2 separate regions of the Oryctolagus cuniculus genome follow, and region 1 is linked to region 2. A link is a contact called in public Micro-C data. All regions are on one chromosome and are shown on one strand. The core of a region is the stretch at or near the end of the contact, and the rest is flanking DNA. Distances in the headings are between cores, read along the strand shown. Region 1 overlaps SSBP3 (single stranded DNA binding protein 3). Region 2 has its middle 38 kb from the start of ACOT11.

What was found. A called contact is a pair of places that touch in the nucleus more often than the background predicts.
Region 1: a contact with region 2 is called in a Micro-C map of ear pinna, with 4 times the contacts expected there. The contact joins two enhancer-like sites. A contact is called at or near these places in 2 of 6 Hi-C or Micro-C datasets (ear pinna and psoas muscle).

The regions. Positions count from the first base shown.
Region 1 is chr7:118,746,424-118,749,123 of mOryCun1.1, forward strand. All of the region lies in intron 5 of SSBP3 (single stranded DNA binding protein 3), which reads left to right. Among named protein-coding and RNA genes, the nearest start is that of MRPL37, 57 kb to the right of the region's middle. Within about 2 kb of position 1,303, at least 2 of the 8 cell types and tissues checked have an H3K27ac peak or open chromatin away from gene starts, as enhancers often do. A contact at or near this core is called in ear pinna, where this site is marked.
Region 2 is chr7:118,567,655-118,570,354 of mOryCun1.1, forward strand. No RefSeq gene overlaps it. Among named protein-coding and RNA genes, the nearest start is that of ACOT11, 38 kb to the left of the region's middle. Within about 2 kb of position 1,312, at least 2 of the 8 cell types and tissues checked have an H3K27ac peak or open chromatin away from gene starts, as enhancers often do. A contact at or near this core is called in ear pinna, where this site is marked.

The DNA of each region.
Region 1 (2,700 bases), core at 53-2,552, 180 kb after region 2:
CCCGAGCTGGAGCAGTGGCCAGTGCTGGAGCTAGCCCCAGGCTCCAGGCCCACATGAGGCCACACTGGGTAGGTCAGAGAGATGGGTTAGTGGGGGGAGGCCCTGGGGGAGGAGCAAAGACCCGCAGGGGTTCTGGAGCTGCCAGCCTGGCCAGCTGCTGCTGGGAGCATTGTCCACATGAGAGAAGGTGCCCTCTGCTCTGAGTTCATTTGCGCCTGTCAGGTAGGCCCAAGAGCCAGCAGCACTCCTGCTGCGTAGACGCAGAATGCTGGGCTCCAAGTGGCAGGGAGCCGCTCAGGAAGACGGTCTAGACTGGCAGTGGGTGGGACGGAGCCCAGGCTTCCTGAGGACCCTCTGTGGGCCCCACCCTCCGGCCTCCCGGTGGGTGGAGGGAGCCAGCCTGTGGGAGACAGGACCAAAGCGTGCCCACCCCTCCCAGAGACAGAAACCCCCGCCCCTCACCCTGCTGTCTTCCAGCAGACTGACAGAAGGCAGGGTCACCCCTGCTGGGAAGGATTAGAGAGGAGGCGGGGCACCCCAACTGCTGGCTGGGGCCTCAGTGGGAGGTGGGGAACCAGCGCTGTTCCCCGCCCCCAGCCCCCACCTGTTACAAACCCACTTGGCCCGAGCAAGCCAGCAAGCGAGGGCAGCCCCTCCTCTGCCCCTCCTCTGCGTGCTGCATTGAAGCCCCCTGCAGGTTCCATGCCCCATGTCCAGCACCACTGTGGGCCCTCAGGACCCGGCACGCCCCCTCTGTCTGGTGAGGGGTGCTGCGGGTCTGCTCCCCTGGCCGCCTGGCCTGTGTGAAGAAGCCTGGGGCAGGAGAGAGGAAACAAGCCTTATTTTTCCTTGCCAGCACCACCTCCACAAAGGTCAGGCTGTACTCCCGCCCGGCAGCCAGCCTGGTGCCTAGCGTCTGCCCAGCGGCAGATGACCGCCCCCAGGGCTCCTAGCAACGGTGGACAAAAGGTTACTCCTGACGTGCCAGGCTGCCCGGCTGCCGGCTCAGCCCCTCGCCCTCCCCTCCCCCCTCCCCCTTGGAGAGGAGGGAGAAGTTGCCGGGGCGCCGGGGCGCGTGCCTGTGTGCACGCGTGTGGACACGTTTGGGTCTGGGCACTCCAGCCGCCTCCCCCTCCCCCTCTGAAAAACGTGAACTGCACATGGAGCGCCGTGACTCTCACTGATGAAATGGAAAGTTGAACATAAATCAGTGTCTGCCGCCCGGTTAGCTATGCATCAGCAGGCAGTGCCTAGGAGATTTGCTCGGTAACAAAGCACCCGGCGGCTCCATGGGCCTCGACCGCCCCCTAACGTGGAGCCAGCCCCGCACCGCAGAGCCAGGCGGGACTGCACACCGGGTCCTTCTGGCCACCTGCCCCTGCCTGCCCAGCGGGGAGGGGACTCGCTTTTCCATGCCTCCCCTGCCGGCCGAGGCCCCTCTGTGTCCCTTTGAGGGAGGGGCGGGGGAGTCCAGCCCTGGGCTTTGTTGGTGCCACTGCTGCCACCCCTCTCTGGGCCTCCTTTGAGCCCTAACGGATTCCCTGGCGCTAATGGACCTGATGCTGGAAGCCCAGTGTCCACAGCTGCCCTCCCCTCTTGTTCGTGAAGCACTGGGCTGGCCCCCTCCACTTTGGACCTGCGCTTTCTCGTGTTTCTTGGAGGATTGAGATTTCCCCGTGCCTAGACGCCACTCCGGGCGTGGGGTTCAGCTCCCCCAGCCCTGTCCTGGGTGGGGATGTTTTGTTTGCCTGTCTCTGGCAGACTGGGGAGCTCACCCTCTGCTCCCACCCCTACCTTCCCTCCCTGCAAGTTTTGCTGAGGTTTTTCTCCTTTAAAGAAAAAAAAAAAAGGTCACATTCCTCAGCCCTTGCAGCAGAAGAGGCTGAGGGAGAGGGTTCCAGCAGAATCCTGTAATAACATGCCTCGGCATTGCGTGCAGCGGGACGGCCCCCTGAGCGAGAGCGCGCCACAGGGCGCCCGCGCAGAGCGCCTCGGCTGGGGTCAGGGACCACGCACAGATCCAGCTCCGTGGGAGGCACTGCCCTCCATGCTGGGGATGTGGCAGTGGGTTCCCGGCTTGGGTCCTGTTTCTCTCCAGATCAACCCCCCAGGCACTCTTTCTCTGGAAAGCCCCCCCCACCCCCAAAAATGCTGGCATTGGCATAAATGAGGCCCCCCCAGGGAAGGAGACTGGAGCTGGGTGGGGTCACAGCCTTCAGGAAGTGCCATCTCTGTGCTGGGGGCTGAGCTCCCCGCCCCGGGCATGTGGTCTCCGTGCAGTGCAGGGCGGAGGCGCAGTGGCTGTCAGGGGCTTCGGCCGCCTGCCTTTCCTTGGTGCTGTCGTCACACGTCTTCCTTGTGGAGCCGTGGGAGGACTGCTCATTTTTGCAAACCTGCCGTGTCCGGTCCTGGTCTGTTACTGCCCTTGAAGGGTGCCCGCTGTGGCCTCAGGTTCCATGTTGACCGGCACGCCTCCTGGCCCAGCTGACACCTCTGTCTCGAGTGGAGAGCTGCTGGGTCCCCTCTGTCTGCACCCCCTCTGGAGGAAGTCCCTCCTTCCTGGCAGCTCTGGGGTCGTGCAGTGCCCGGGTGGGCTGAGAACTGGGGGCAGTGATCGCCGTGGCCACCTAGGGACACCATGAGGATGCACGCGTGAAGTCCTGCCTGGGGCCTGTCAGCTGTCAGGGTTACTGCTCTGTG
Region 2 (2,700 bases), core at 62-2,561:
CCCCAACTCAGGACTCTTGTGAGGCTCTGATCCCCGGCTCGCTGGTCTCGGGGGCTATTACAGAATGAGCTGGGTTACTGATAGTGGCAGTTTTGCCCGGGCATCCGGGGTGCAGAGGTGCAAGGGCGAAGCTGACATTCGCAAGCCCCCACCACCGTCACATTAATGTGACCTGCCGTGGAAGGGGCCGCAGGAACCACGGGCTCTGCCTAGCCCCTGACTCGGGGTTGATGGCAGTGCTCAGTGGGGAGACTGTGCCCGCTTCCCCCCCACCTGCAACGGACTCTGTGCCCGAGACCCCGGCCTGGCACGCGGTGTTTTCCTGCCCCCTGCCAATACCCTAAGCCGGCCTGCTGGGCACTGGGAGCACCCGATGGGTCCTGTTCCTGTTTGAAGCTCCTGAACCAGGTTTCTGCTTCCTGCTGCTTTCTGGGCACGGAGCACCACTTCCATGAGCAGTGCGTGCCTTTTCACTCGGTGCGTAGTGAGAGCCTCTGGAAAGATCTCGTGTTCAGAAAGTATTTTCCGCCCTCCCACTTTCTCTCTCCCTCTCTTCATATATAATGGGGATAGCCCTAATTCTCCAGTTCCCCGTGTGTCTCTTTATAAATAAAGAATGAGATTTTATTAATTATGCACGTACAGTATCTGCAAGCAGATTGCTCTGTCTCTTGATGCTTAATAAAGAAAAAAAAGGGAAAAACCCTCCACACTGAAGCTGGGTTTTTTTTCCCCTGCAAGCAAACAAAAACTTCAAGGAGCCATATGTCCTCCAAGAGGGGAGAGGAAGGCAGAAGTTGGAGAGAGCATGGTGGGAGGGATGAGGAGGGGGCGCTTTGCAGGTCTTCCAGGCAGCTGAAGGCAGATTTCCAGTTGCCTGCCTCAGGTTTGTGTTTGAACTGCCCGTCTGAAAACACACCAAGGCTGGCCTGGGCATTTGTGCGCGGGGCGGGATGGGCAGCTGTTAATAGTAAACAGGAAACCAGCGAGCAGAGAGCTGGCGGCAGCCCCATTCCTCCTCTCAGTCCTGCCCCTCCTCGGAGCCCCTGAACCCCAGAGCTCTCAAAACACACTTAGTGTCTGGGCATTCGTGCCCGGCACAGTTCCTGGCACACACTAAGGGCTCGACCCCTGTTTGCCCATGGAATGGTTGGATATGGAAAAGGAAAAGGGGCAGGGGAATGCTTGCGCAAGTGGTGGGGGCTCCGGCTGGGGCTCCATGCCTAGGAGGGGCAGGAGTTGGAACTTCTCTCTCTGATGAGCCGGTCGGGATGGGGGCCCCTAAGGTTTCTGGCCAAGGAGATGAGCCAGCAGAGCACTGCAAAGCTCCAGGGGACCAGAGAGGCACAGGCACATCAGTGAGTAGGCAGAGCCCCTGTGGCCAGAGAGACACACACAGAGGGGAGGTGGGGGCGTGGCACACGGAGGGCAGGGGGTCCCGGGAGAGTTTGGGTTGAACACATTCTGGTTCCAGTTGGGAACAGGGACTGGAGTGACACAAGGACTTCTGCAGACTGGGCACCTTCAGCTGACGTTTGCAAAGCAGGGGAAAGAAATTCAGGACCCCACAGGAGCTGCCTAAAACTTCCCACAGAGTGCTGCGTCCAAGGCGATCGCAGGGCTGCCGAAGGTCAGGGGCCAGCCAGGGGTCCCGCAGCCAGGTGGCTGCTGGGGGGCCGGCGGGGGTGGGGGTGGACGCTCCATCCCATGGTTTCCGCACCACAGCCCCTCGCGGGGACAGACGGCCTCTCCCCCAGCCTGGGGCCCACCAGGCTTCCCGAAAAAAGGGTGAATGACACTGGGTGTGCGTTGCGCAAGCTCAGAATGTTTTTCTGAAGGGAAAGACTGGATGCGGTGTCTCCTGCCTATGAGAGGCCGTGTTCCACCGAGGAGCTGAAGCACACGGGCGAGATGGTGCTGGCTGTGCTTACCACACAGCAGTCAAGCTCGGTCTTGTTGCCCGAGCCCTGGCATCCGCGCTGTAATTTGGGGAGCACTTAGTCTCCCGACCGTGGGTGGGGGCGGCTGTCTGACTTCTCTATGCATCCTCCTAATTAAAAAGAACCAGGATCCTTTCGGCCGACGTGTTAAAGGTCATCTCCTGCACTGAAGGAAACACAGGCGTGCGATGCTTTCGGGGCTTGGGGAGCTGGGACCCAGATAGAGCATGAGCCCACCAGTCGGGAAGAGTCACGCCCTGATATGTGACCTTGGGCCAAGCCCTTGGTCTGCCCATAGACCGGAGGCTGGGTGAAGTTCAAGGACTTTCTTGTTCTGTCATTGTAAGTGATGGGCCCAAGGGGGCCTCGGGTCACTGGAGTTGGTGCCTGACCCCAAGCCAGCCACCATGCCTGTGTCCTGCCCCACTTCCGGTTGTGAATGGAAGTCCCAAACAGCAAACCACCTCTAGACCACGAAGGTCCCCAAATAACCAACAGGTCATTTCCCATAGACAGCGTCCAAGCAGCAACACCGTAGGGTCAGAAACTACCCAGGCTGGAAGGCCACCAGGTCCAGAGCACTGAGGATCTACCCAGGCCCTCTTCAACATCCCAGGCTAATGTCTATCCAGTCCCCTGCTTGAATGCCACAAGTGACAGGGAGCTCACTACCACCAGTTATAAACACTTTAAAAAATAGATTAATAATTTATTTGAAAGGGGGAGAGAGAGAGAAAAAAAAAATCTTCCATCTGCTCAT